Regions from separate parts of the Mus musculus genome. Here all the other regions are linked to region 1. The links are chromatin contacts, called in public ChIA-PET and HiChIP or PLAC-seq maps. All regions are on one chromosome and are shown on one strand. Each heading gives the region's core, a stretch centred on a gene start, on an enhancer-like site or on the middle of the called end of the contact. The rest is flanking DNA. Distances are from core to core; before and after follow the strand shown.

Region 1 (2,912 bases), core at 214-2,713:
AGCCAAACATGGCCTGCCTAGTTTCAGCTGCCTGCGCACTCGGGCCTCTCTGGCCAGTGTGAGGCAGAGGGAGGTTTCCTAGAGGAGGCCAGGTTGCTTCTCCTCAGAGGCACACCTGGAGGTGTTGGGGCACAGGTTCAATTTTTTTCCTAGGCTCTGAGTTCACAGTTTACTGGACACCCCCCCTCCCACCAGACGCGCTGAGTTCCCTAGCATCCGGTAGCCCTTCCCTCTGAAGTTCAAAGGACGTGCCTCCCTCTTGCCACCTCATGGGACAATGCTCCTATCTGTGGCGATCTGCATCCTCTCCTCAGTGAAGCAGACATACTGCGGGCTGCAGCTATGACACTGTTTCCAGTCGCAAGCTTCTGGACACGAAGTGGGACAGGAAGGGGCTTGTGGCTTGCTGAGACCAAGATGTCCCTTCTCTGAGCACTGGAGATTCCCACCTCGGAGGAGGAGAATGCCGCCCATTTCCCCCACCCCCAACCCCCATCCCCGGCCCCTGATGCTTTCAAGTAACTGGTGTGGCTCCCAGAGACCTTGGGGCAATGCACATTTCTAGTATGATCTAGATATGTGAAGTGGTCAAGGTGGTAGACCCTTGTGGGGCTGGACTAGAGTGTATGAGTGTCGGGGGACCCCGCCTACTTGTCCCAGCTCCAGAGCCAGTTCTTCCCAGAGCTCCTGTAGAATAACCCTGCCATCGTGGCTTTTTCTAGGTGAACACCAGCCTAGCTCTGGAGTCCCAGTGGGCTCACCCCTCCCTCACCCCAGCTTTAGAGCTTTAGAGCCTGCCTCTAGGGTTCCGGCAGAGGCCTGCCCCTGGATGCTTCCAAGAAATTGGGCACTGTACTGTCTAGATTTATATCAACTTGACACGTATTATAGTTATCTGAGAGGAAACCTCAATTGAGAAAACGCTTCTATAAGGTTGCGTTGTGGGCGTCTGATGGTGGGTGGAGCCATTCCCAGGCTGGTGGTCGTGGGTTCTAGAAGAAATCAGGCTGAGCAAGCCAGTAAGCAGCAGCCCTCCATGGCCTTCGCATCAGTTCCTGCCTCCAGCTTCCTGCTCTGTTTGAGTTCCTGCTCCAACATACTTCGATAATTAGCTGTGGAAGTATAAGCCAGGTAGACCCATTCCTCCCGAACTTGCTTTGGTCACTGTGTTAATCACAGTAATAGCAACCTTATCTAGGACAGGAACACATTGGGGACCCCTCCTTTCCAGAACTTGCCCTTCCCCCAACACTCCAGGTGCCCCCCTCAGGTGGGGGCTCACTGTGGGAAGCAGCCTTTGCCCCAATCCCTGGCTGCTACAATCCCCACCTTCCTCTTGTGTTCCCGACACCCTGCGGCTGGTACTGCGTGACCCCGGAAATGTGCTCTGCCCCGCCAGGAGCATGTGGCCTGTGATTTTCCTTCCACACAGCATTTTGTTGCTTTGACGTCAACTTCAAACACGGCTCTCTTTCCTGTCTTCGCATCAAGGAAATAGGCTGAGCTGCAAAGAAAGGTGCTGGTGAGAAAAAGTGCTCTGGGGACACCAGGCCTTCCGGCTGGGCCCTGCCGTACCCTGTGAGCTGTGATAGCCTCGAGGGTGTCCAGGTGAGTGGCCACCCTTTAGCCTTTGGTGGAGGGAGTGTGACTGGGTGTCACTCCCTTACTCTGATCTCTGTGTGAGGAGGGTGGGGTCCGCAGGGGCCTGAGGCTGGGCTTGGGTAGGCCCAAGTGGTAGGGACCTGAGACTTTGCAATCGGTGGAGCTAAGGGGCGCCCTTGGGGAAACAGGTCACCCGAGGGGTGCCGGTGTCTTTTTCTGGGTTCCTAGACTCCTGTTGGGTCGGCTCCTTGGCTTTAGAAAGCAGCACAGGCAGGCTGGTACAATAGGCCTGTGAGCTTGGACAACAGAATGTCAGTAGCTCTGGAGAGGGGCTCGAGTCAGGCTCCACTCGGAGTCAGGTCATGTTAAAGCAGGGGAAAGGAACTATCACTAGATCTCTGCTCCGTAGCTGTGTGCTCTTGACAGTTGTCTTGGCCTCTCTGAATCTGCATTTAAAAAACAGATACAGAGTTGGCTGCCTGTTAAATGCTTGCCTTGTTTGTTGGCCAAGAGGCTGGAAGAGGTATCTCAGACAGTGAGGCCTGGCAGAAAATAGCAGGGTTCCTGTGAACGGTCACAGTGACATTCATTGCTCTTGTCTTAGCTAGGACATCAAACACACAGTAGGTGTTTACTGAAGCCTTGCTGAAAGATTGGGGTCACCAAGTCCTAAGTTGGAAAATCGAAGGTGTCACCTGCTAAGGTTCCTCTGACAAACCCAAAGTTCACCTGACCTTCAGTTTTGCCTTTGCAACCCCCGCAGATGCTCTGGTGGGCCAGCAGCCTGGAGGGTGTTAAAGTTTACACTTTTTAGGGCCAGGGGCCTGGGTCCATTTAGATCTGCCTGCTCTTTATTGCTGTGTGACCTTGGGCAAGTCACCCCACCTCTCTGTGCTTTCACAGTTTCTGTATCTGACACCTCATTCAGTGTTCAGGGACATAGGTGCCATATAGTTAATAGGTTGTTAGGATGCTAATTGTTATCATTAGCTCTGGAGGGTCTCAGGCCCTGATCACAGATTCTGGAAACTTCCACGAGGCCTGCAGCATCTGAACCACCCTATACTGACCACCCCTGCTCAGGCCCAAGGACCACAGGAACGGGGTCATGCTGACCTAAAGCCAGCTGACGCCGCCTGTCCCCAGTGGGCACTAGTGTCTGGAGATGTTTTTGGTATTAACTTGGGCAATCCCGGCATGCAATGGGTAGATGTCAAGAATGCTGTCAAACACCCCTTCCCACGGCCCTTCCCTCACCATTCCTCTACTCTATGGGCACTGTCCTGGGTCGCCCCAATGTTTTCTACCTA
Region 2 (2,764 bases), core at 165-2,664, 450 kb before region 1:
GTTGACTTGCTGAGGCTTTGCACAAACAGCACTGCCTGAGAGTGAGCTCTCCTGCCTGGACGGTAGGATCCTCCTTTTCAGAGGTCGGATTAGCTGTGGCTTTGAAAGGTAGTGAGTGCCTCATTGATAGATGTATCCAATCCAGGAGGTAGTGGATGGTCTATACTGCAACACTGAAGGCAGCGTGCAGATCTCCATACCTAACCTGGCACTGTAGCTAACCCAACCAATCGACCCTTACCAAATGAACACAGTGACTAGAAGCCTGTGAAGTTTCCAGGTGGTATCTCTTGGTAGATTGCATCTCTGCTAGAGTCTTGGATCTCTTGGGGTGGACTGGGGTTTGTAATCTTGGATGTGGGAGGCACTGTTACAATCATTGTTCTGCTCGTTATTCTGAGCAGTTAATAAATATCAACCACAATATTGCCTGTTACCAGATCGGCAAGCACTGGTTTATTACAATTATCCACCAAGCTCACTGGTGTCTGCTCCAGGCTGAGCTTGCAGATCTGCCATTCCAGAGCTTATGGATAAAGCCCAGAGGGTCAAAGTCATCAAATGCAGACTGTCCATTTGTTCAGTGTGAAGGGGAACACTAAAATGTTGGGGGCTAACTATGAAGCCTTCCTCTGTGCCCCAATTCTCTAGCCCTACCACCGACCAGTAATATGAGCTAATTAATCACCCAGGCCTGTTTTGCTCTATATAATGAAGATAATGATGGTATGAAATGCACCGAGCTGTATGAGTATTATAGTTAATCAACAGAATTTGATTCCGGGGATACTAACTACATAATAGGAACAGAGTTCGAGTTCAAGCTAATAAGGCTTTCTGCTTTTAAATCTCAAGTTTTAGCGTCATCTTCTATAACCCACACGGGTCCAAATGACTGTTCTCTCTACTAATCTTGTCCACATTCACCCTCAACTCGTTCACTTCCTCTTTGCACGGTCCATCTTGTGGCTTTCACTCAGTCTACATGACATATGTAGACATGGGCATTTTGGGCATTAGGCCTGGACCACAGACTTTCTAGATTGGCCTCTGGTAGGCTAACAGTACTTACTGTGTAAAGTTGGAAAGGATGGAACCGGCCAGGACCACTTCAGGTAAAAGCCAGAAGCACTTTATTTAACCCCACCCAGTCTTTGGCAAGCTACAAAGAGCGGGCAGTTTTTCTAAGACTCTAGTTTTGCCTCTAGGGAAACCAACAGACATGCGACAGCAGTTGATTCTTGAGTTTCTTACATCAGCCCCTAGCTGCAAAGTGGGCGCACACTACAACTCCCAGACGTCCTCGGGTCTAAGGGGGCGGAGTCTGCTCCGCTCTAGAAAATAGGATTCACCAATGGGCGCCCAGAGCGCTGGGGGGGGGCGGGTCCATGGGCGGGTCCGCGGGGGAGGAGGCAGTCGAGCGGCGCCGGTAGTCAGTCGCGCCGAGAGCGCTGGGACAGGACGGCTGTGCGTGTAGAGGGTCTCTGCATAGCGACGCGCGCTCTCGCTGGGCCATGGGTAAGCGGCTGGCGGGCGGCGCCGGGGTCAGAGGGCTGGGGTCCCAGAGCGATCGTGGCTCTCAGGGTAACCCGAATGTCTGCGTGCTCTCTTCTCGTGGAAAGTCGGGGCGGCCAGGGGCTTCCCAGGCGTTTATCTCGAAACTCTCCTCTCCGAGTCTGGACTGAAATTCACTGAGCCGCCCACACTTCCTGCTGCGGTTTCAATCTCGAGCTGCTCTGGGCCCATTTGTTGTGACAGCTGTCAGCAGCAGCTTCTCGGCCGCGGGCCCCTCCCTGCCCCGTGCCAGCCCAGCGCTTCGCTTCTCAGAAACCGAGGCGCCCGGGCCGCGCGCAGCGCTTCCCACTGCGGCCGCGATTCCTGAAAGTGACTGCGCGGGTTTTGAAGAAATTGCTCAATGCGCTTTGAAGAATCAACGGTTCCTCTTTTCTGCCAAGGGACATGCTGATGGTTTGACGGTCACACGCTTCAGATCCCCTGCTCCTTCTCTCTTCTCTTTCCTTTTTCTTTTTGTTTCTTTTTCTTTCCAACCCCCAGCAGGAAAGACGGTTTCTTTTTACCCGCCTGATCTTCTGAGTTTCCCTCTTTTCCCTCGGGTCTCTTCAAAGGGACAGGGTGATGGCCCTGGACTGGGGGTGTTTAGTGGACCGAGGGCAGAAGCTCAGGCTGCCAGAGTGCGACGAACAAGTTTGGCTTTGCTCTTATTGCGAACTAGGGGCACAACCACACCACCGATCTGTGGCCCTTTGCACTCACTACCCAGGCGTTGCTCCCTGGCCGGGGTCACATCCCACACCTAACCCACAGGCACAGTGGGGCCAACCGTAGGCCGGGAAGGCCTCAAATTAATCCCAAATTGTGCTGCTCAGGCTGTATCCCCTAGTTTGCAGAGTCTTTCATTTCAGATGAGTGTAACAGGTGCTCCTTGCCCCGCCCCGCGGGCACTGCTGGGAATTGATGCAAATCTAAGGATCTCAGTGTCTAAAGAGGATGGATGCCTGGGCAGGGGAGGGTGAGGAATGTTAAGCTAGAGGGTCTGTCTCTACAGCAGTTAGTGTCCTAAATGACTGCTTGGCCTAGAACTTGAAGTGACAGAGGCAGAATGGCCTAGAATTATATACCCCACCCCGTCTTCTATTACAGAGAAACTGAGGCATAGAGACAGACTAAGGTCTGACAGTGAGGGAGGACCAGGCTTCAAAAACTCCTTGCTCTTTCTCTTCTTTCCTAGTGGCCTTCCGCTGCC
Region 3 (2,794 bases), core at 148-2,647, 290 kb before region 1:
AGCTGTGGTCATCCCCACACACTGAGTTCATAGCTGCCGGATGACATCCAAGTGGGGCTGACCAGGAAGCAGTGATCTCAAGGCTAGAACAGCAGCCCCACCCCTCAGTTCATTTCCACAAGCAGCTGCCTCAGCTGGCCAGTCACCACAATTTGGGGTTAAGGGTATGGTCCTGAAAGAGCAGGCAGCAACAACTATTACTACACAGGCAAAGACTATTCACAGAGAGTTGTTATGTCATATTCGGTGTGTAAGCCAGTTGTTCTCACGTGCTTAGCCAGGTGATGCTGTGTTATCACTCTTCCTGCCGTCAAATTAAAAACTAAAACCATAACTAAACAATAAAATCAATCCAGGCATGGTGGTGCATATCTGTAAACCCTGCACTTGGGAGGTAATGGACATAGGATCGGGAGTTCAAGGTCAGCCTCAGATTTGAAGAGTTCAAAGCCATATCGGGCTATGTAAGACCTTGTCTCAAAAAAAAAAAAAAAAAAAAACAAACAAAAAACAAAAAACAAAAACAAAACAAAAAAAAAAAAACCAGTCATTCTTACCGCCATTTACAGACAGGGACTAGGATTAACGGTGAAGATCTGAAAGGCCTAGGATTTTGTGCCTAGGTTCAAAATTTGCATCTGTAAGAAGTAAAACACTTAGTGTTCCTGTGTGTGTTTACTTGCTTATTGCGCTCCCCCTCCTGCCCCCGTATGGCTTGTCTTGTTTACTGCCATTTTTCTGATGATAGGCTGTAAACTAAAGATGTGCAAGAATTTTGGCTTGTTCATTGCCGTATCGTTAGAGTATGAAACAAGAGTACATGTTCAATGAAAACTCATCCCTAAATAGAAATGACAGGTGAAAAACCTAGGTCAGAGCCTGGTCCCTCAGCACCTTAGGGGTCTAGACAGAACCGAGGAGTGGGCTGGGGGACTTCGGGGGCAGTGACAACCTATTTCTGGCATTGGGTCAAGGTCAACGAAAATCCCAGAAGTAAGGAGGCTGTAACGCCAGCCTGAACCCTCAGGTTCCCTTTTCTTTTTCTAAACCAGGAAATGCATTTTTCTCGCTGTGCCCGCGGAGAAGCACCACCCGCCCCAGAACGGAGCGACAGAGTGCAGGGGACCCGGAAGCAACCGAGCGCGTGGGGCTTGGGAGCCGGGCTCCCTAAGGAGGAGCGCGGGAGAAGCCCGGTGCCGCGCGGAAGCTTGGCTGGGCGCACCCCCGCTGCGGGCTCCCGCGCTCGCCCCGCGCCGTTCTACCTTAAGGGCGCAGACCTCCTTAAGCCGGGCGCGCGAGCCGTGGGTAGGGGCGGGACATCGCATGCAAATAAGGGGCGTGGGGCGGCGGGGCGGGGCGGGCGGGGCGCGGTCTGACGTCAGGTCCTCGGCTGGGGCAGTTGGCGCGGCGGCAGCGGAGCGGCAGGAGGGCAGGAGCGGAGGCGCCGAGTGAGGCGCGCGGCGGGGCGCGGGCAGCGGCGGGGCCGGAGCAACATGGCGCCGGGGGGCGGGGGCGGGCGGCGGGACGGCTGGCCGGCCCGAGGGCGCCTCCTCCTGGCTGCGCTGCTGCTGCTATGGACGCGGGCGGCCAGCGGCCAGAGCAGCCCCCAGCAGAGCGTGATCCTAGGCATGAGGCTAGCGAGCTGCAACAAGTCGTGCGGGATGAACCCGGATGGCATCATCTTCGTGTCCGAGGGCAGCACGGTGAACTTGAGGCTCTATGGCCACAGCCTGGGCGATATCTCCAGCAACCTGATCTCCTTCACCGAGGTGGACGACGCCGAGGCGGTCCACAACTCCACCAACTGCCTGGAGCTCACCAAGGACTTAGTGGTCCAGCGGCTGGTCAACGTGAGCCGCGGGAACACGTCGGGGATGCTAGTGGTGATTACCAAGTTCCTGCGGAGGAGCGAGAACATGAAGCTGTACGCGCTGTGCACCCGGCCCCGGGCCGACGGGCCCTGGACCAGATGGACGGACAAGGACTCCCTGCTCTTCATGGTGGAGGAGCATGGGAGGTTTCTGCCGCTCTGGCTGCACATCCTTCTCGTTATGGTGCTGTTGGTGCTGTCGGGCATCTTTTCTGGCCTCAACCTGGGGCTTATGGCCCTGGACCCGATGGAGCTGCGCATCGTGCAGAACTGTGGAACTGAGAAGGAGAGAAAGTATGCTCGCAAGATAGAGCCCATCAGGCGCAAGGGCAACTACCTGCTCTGCTCGCTGCTCCTGGGGAACGTGCTAGTCAACACCTCCCTCACCATCCTTCTAGACAACCTCATCGGGTCTGGCATCATGGCAGTGGCCTCCTCTACCATTGGCATTGTCATCTTTGGGGAGATCTTACCTCAAGCCCTGTGCTCCCGGCACGGGCTGGCTGTGGGTGCCAACACTATTGTTCTCACCAAAGTCTTTATGCTCCTCACTTTTCCCTTGAGTTTCCCCATTAGCAAACTCCTGGACTTCGTCTTAGGTCAGGAGATTCGCACTGTTTACAATCGGGAGAAGCTGATGGAGATGTTGAAGGTGACAGAGCCCTATAATGACTTGGTGAAGGAGGAGTTAAATATGATCCAGGGTGCCCTGGAACTAAGGACCAAAACTGTGGAGGATATCATGACCCAGCTACACGACTGCTTCATGATCCGCAGTGATGCCATTCTGGACTTCAACACCATGTCGGAGATTATGGAGAGTGGCTACACTCGCATTCCTGTGTTTGAAGATGAGCAATCCAATATTGTAGATATCCTGTATGTCAAAGACTTGGCTTTTGTTGACCCGGATGACTGCACCCC
Region 4 (2,904 bases), core at 66-2,565, 320 kb before region 1:
GAGATATATTCTCAAAAGCCTATGAGCTTAAACATATTCTTTTAAAATCAATCTTTCAGGCCGGGCAGTGATGGCACACACCTTTAATCCCAGCATTTGGGAGGCAGAGGCAAGCGGATTTCTGAGTTCGAGGCCAGCCTGGTCTACAGAGTGAGTTCCAGGACAGCCAAGGCTACACAGAGAAACCCTGTCTCGAAAAACAAAATAAATAAATAAATAAATAAATAAATAAAATTTAAAAAATAAAATAAAATCAATCTTTCAAGTGTAGCTGATTATCCCCAAATCCCTTAGACTAAGTATAAGTACCCCCAGGGTGAAAAACCAGACTAACCCATAGTATCAGCAGGGACCAACACTAAGGAGGTACTACAACCAACCAGTAAAATAATGACATCTTAGTAACAGAAATGACATCTTAGTAACAAAAATTCAAACTGCTTTCTGCAGTTTAAATTTGTGTTTCCTGCACCCCCTATCCACAGCTCTGCGAGAAAAACAAACTTGTATTAAGCTCTAACAGCATTAATTTCTCTTCTTTGTAGACACCTGTGTCAATTTTCTGACACTGAGCTGTGCTTAGAGATCTAGAAATCCCTGAAGAGAGCAATGCTAACCAGCCTCTTTCATCATCAGGGCTCGCGGCCTGGGAAGGAAGGAGCAGGTGTTCTAACCAGCAAACAGACTTTTTTCCCCCTCTCCTTCCTCAGTCCGACCGAGTTCTACCCGGGTTCTTGCTTTCTATCCAGAGCAGCCACCACTCTATCCCGACACCGGCTCATCGCTAATGGTCCTCAACCATCCCTCATTTATCTCAGTTCTCTCTCCTCATATTTCTGTCCAACTCCAAACACCTCTTCCTTCGAGCCTGACACTAGTGACAGCTGAGAGCCCTACCTAGACCTACTAGAAACTTCTAGCGCTCGGAAAGGGGCGGGGGTGGGGGGCGGACCCTTGTCCTTCGGACCTGTGGCTCTTCAAAGGAGCGGAGATCCTCGGGGCGCCCCCTCCCGCCGGGGACTGCGTCCTCGAGCTCAGTCCCGACTCGGTCCCCAAGCCCTCCCTGCACGACCACCTCGCCCCGGGCGCCTCACCCTGGTAGGGCTTCGACAGCGAGTGCTCCCGTTTCAAGTACTCCACCGCTTGACCCGCCCTGACATGCCGCGGCCCCGGCCCAGACCCCAACAGAAGGAGAAAGAGCAAAAGCTTGGCCCCGTCCCGAGCCCACGCGCGCCGCCGCCACCGCTGCCACCAGGAGGGTCTCGAAGCCGCCGCCATCTTTCCCACCGCCGGCCCTTCATCAAAAAGCCCGCCCCGTGGCCCAACCCATTGGCCTGCGGAACCATCGGCCCGATCTCCCATTGGCTCCTGGAGAGTTCCCTCCCCCGCAGGTGAGTATCCCACCGATTGGCTGACTAGTAGCAGTTGCCTTGCCAACCCAGGCAAGGGGCGTTGCCGAATGTCCAGACTCCCTTCTCTGCTTTTGTCCCAGGCTTCACCAGGCCTGCTAGTAATAGAGATTCTTAGTTTGTTTCTGCATTCTATAGTAAATTTAAAGCGATAAAACATTTTTTTTTCCCGATTGTCACTGCCATTTGTACCTACCTGGCCGCCAAGCTAACAGCCAAGAGGGCATAGAAGTAAAAAGAAAAATAGACAAATCCGTGACTAAAATGAGTGGAAGGAACTGAAGACTAGCTGTGTTGGTAAAGAACTTGACTTACGATGTGGGAAGGCATTAGGTCATCCCAGCACTCTGGAGACTGAGGCAGGAAGGTGAGGAGTTCAAAGTCAACACAGTGAGTTAGGGAGTGACCTAAGTAATTCATTAGAATGAAACGACTGGTTCCAGGGTGGTGGTGGTGCACGGATTGTATCCCAATGCTTGGAGGCAACGGTATTTGGATCTCTGAGTTTGAGGCAAGCCTGGTCTACAGAGCAAGTTCTAGAATAGCCAAGGCTACACAGAGAAACCTTGTCTCAAACAGGCAAACCAAACCAAAGAAACAAACATCTGGCAAACTGTCTCAAACAGGCAAACCAAACCAAAGAAACAAACATCTGGCAAACTGTAAAATGTGTAAAGGGCAGCCTGGGTTACATGCTGGGTTGACGAGCACAATCAACCAACATCACATGATGATATTTATAGAAATTAAGTGTATGCTAAATTCTGTGTGAATTTTCAGGGTTACATGCTTTTATTGTGCAAACCTTGTTCCTTGATTTAAAATGATTGGTTAAATAGAATTGACTACAGCCAATTACTGGAGGGAGGGATTAGAGGTAGGTGGGTTTTAAGTTACTTAGTTGAGGGTGGAGAAGAGAGCAGAAGGAAGAGAAACCAGGGGAGAAGAGGAAGAACGAAAGAAGGGGAGGAAGCCTCCAGGAGACGAGATGGACTATGAGTCCATGGCCAGAAGAAGCAGCCAAGTACTTAGGCTGTACCACTGGGGAGGTAGCCAGGCCAGCAGTTAGAAGAGTAGATTAGGGGTTACCCCTAGAAACTGTCAAAGCCAAATAAAATAACCATAGTCTGAGTCTCACTTACTTGTAAGCTGGTCAGGGATAAACTTAAATTGGTTGTACTACACCCCAGAGTTCATATTTCACCAAGTTCCAGCTTCCTGCCTGATTGCTCACTTCTTTCAGAAAACTAGCTTCCTCTTACCTACTTCCTCCTGGAGGCCTCCCTCGACCCCACTCAGACCCGACCGTGTGTGCATTGCTGAGCTCTGACTCTGGTCCATAGATAGCTACAATGGACTTATCAGACTTGTGTCTACATCTTCCCAATAGACACAGTCAAAGCTAACTCTCTTCCAAACATGAGTAAATTTTACAGAGAAACAAGATGTGAGCTTGCCTCAGAGAAGATCAACTCTTGAAAGCTGACAAAGCTAC

What was found. ChIA-PET counts read pairs in DNA pulled down with a chosen protein or histone mark. HiChIP or PLAC-seq counts read pairs in DNA pulled down with a chosen protein or histone mark.
Region 2: a contact with region 1 is called in an RNA polymerase II ChIA-PET map of effector CD8 T cells, with 30 read pairs. The contact joins the promoter of Arid5a here to the promoter of Zap70 in region 1. A contact is called at or near these places in 1 of 484 Hi-C or Micro-C datasets (CD4 T cells) and 2 of 115 datasets of contacts at active chromatin or transcription factors (effector CD8 T cells and memory CD8 T cells).
Region 3: a contact with region 1 is called in an H3K27ac HiChIP or PLAC-seq map of thymic regulatory T cells, with 2.5 times the contacts expected there. The contact joins the promoter of Cnnm4 here to the promoter of Zap70 in region 1. A contact is called at or near these places in 1 of 39 promoter capture datasets (cranial neural crest), 2 of 115 datasets of contacts at active chromatin or transcription factors (memory CD8 T cells and thymic regulatory T cells) and 1 of 9 other capture datasets (pancreatic islet).
Region 4: a contact with region 1 is called in an RNA polymerase II ChIA-PET map of effector CD8 T cells, with 18 read pairs. The contact joins the promoter of Lman2l here to the promoter of Zap70 in region 1. A contact is called at or near these places in 2 of 115 datasets of contacts at active chromatin or transcription factors (effector CD8 T cells and thymic regulatory T cells) and 1 of 9 other capture datasets (pancreatic islet).

The regions. Positions count from the first base shown.
Region 1 is chr1:36,760,335-36,763,246 of GRCm38.p6, forward strand. Zap70 (zeta-chain (TCR) associated protein kinase) reads left to right here and starts at 1,464. Exons shown (of 13, transcript NM_009539.3): 1 at 1,464-1,608.
Region 2 is chr1:36,306,319-36,309,082 of GRCm38.p6, forward strand. Arid5a (AT rich interactive domain 5A (MRF1-like)) reads left to right here and starts at 1,415. Exons shown (of 7, transcript NM_001172205.1): 1 at 1,415-1,518. The coding sequence starts at 1,515.
Region 3 is chr1:36,470,200-36,472,993 of GRCm38.p6, forward strand. It overlaps Cnnm4 (cyclin M4), which reads left to right and starts at 1,398. Exons shown (of 7, transcript NM_033570.2): 1 at 1,398-2,794. The coding sequence starts at 1,494. Gm33454 (predicted gene, 33454) reads right to left here and starts at 1,570. Exons shown (of 3, transcript NR_168706.1): 1 at 1,263-1,570.
Region 4 is chr1:36,443,956-36,446,859 of GRCm38.p6, forward strand. It overlaps Lman2l (lectin, mannose-binding 2-like), which reads right to left and starts at 1,316. Exons shown (of 8, transcript NM_001013374.2): 1 at 1,095-1,316. The coding sequence starts at 1,278.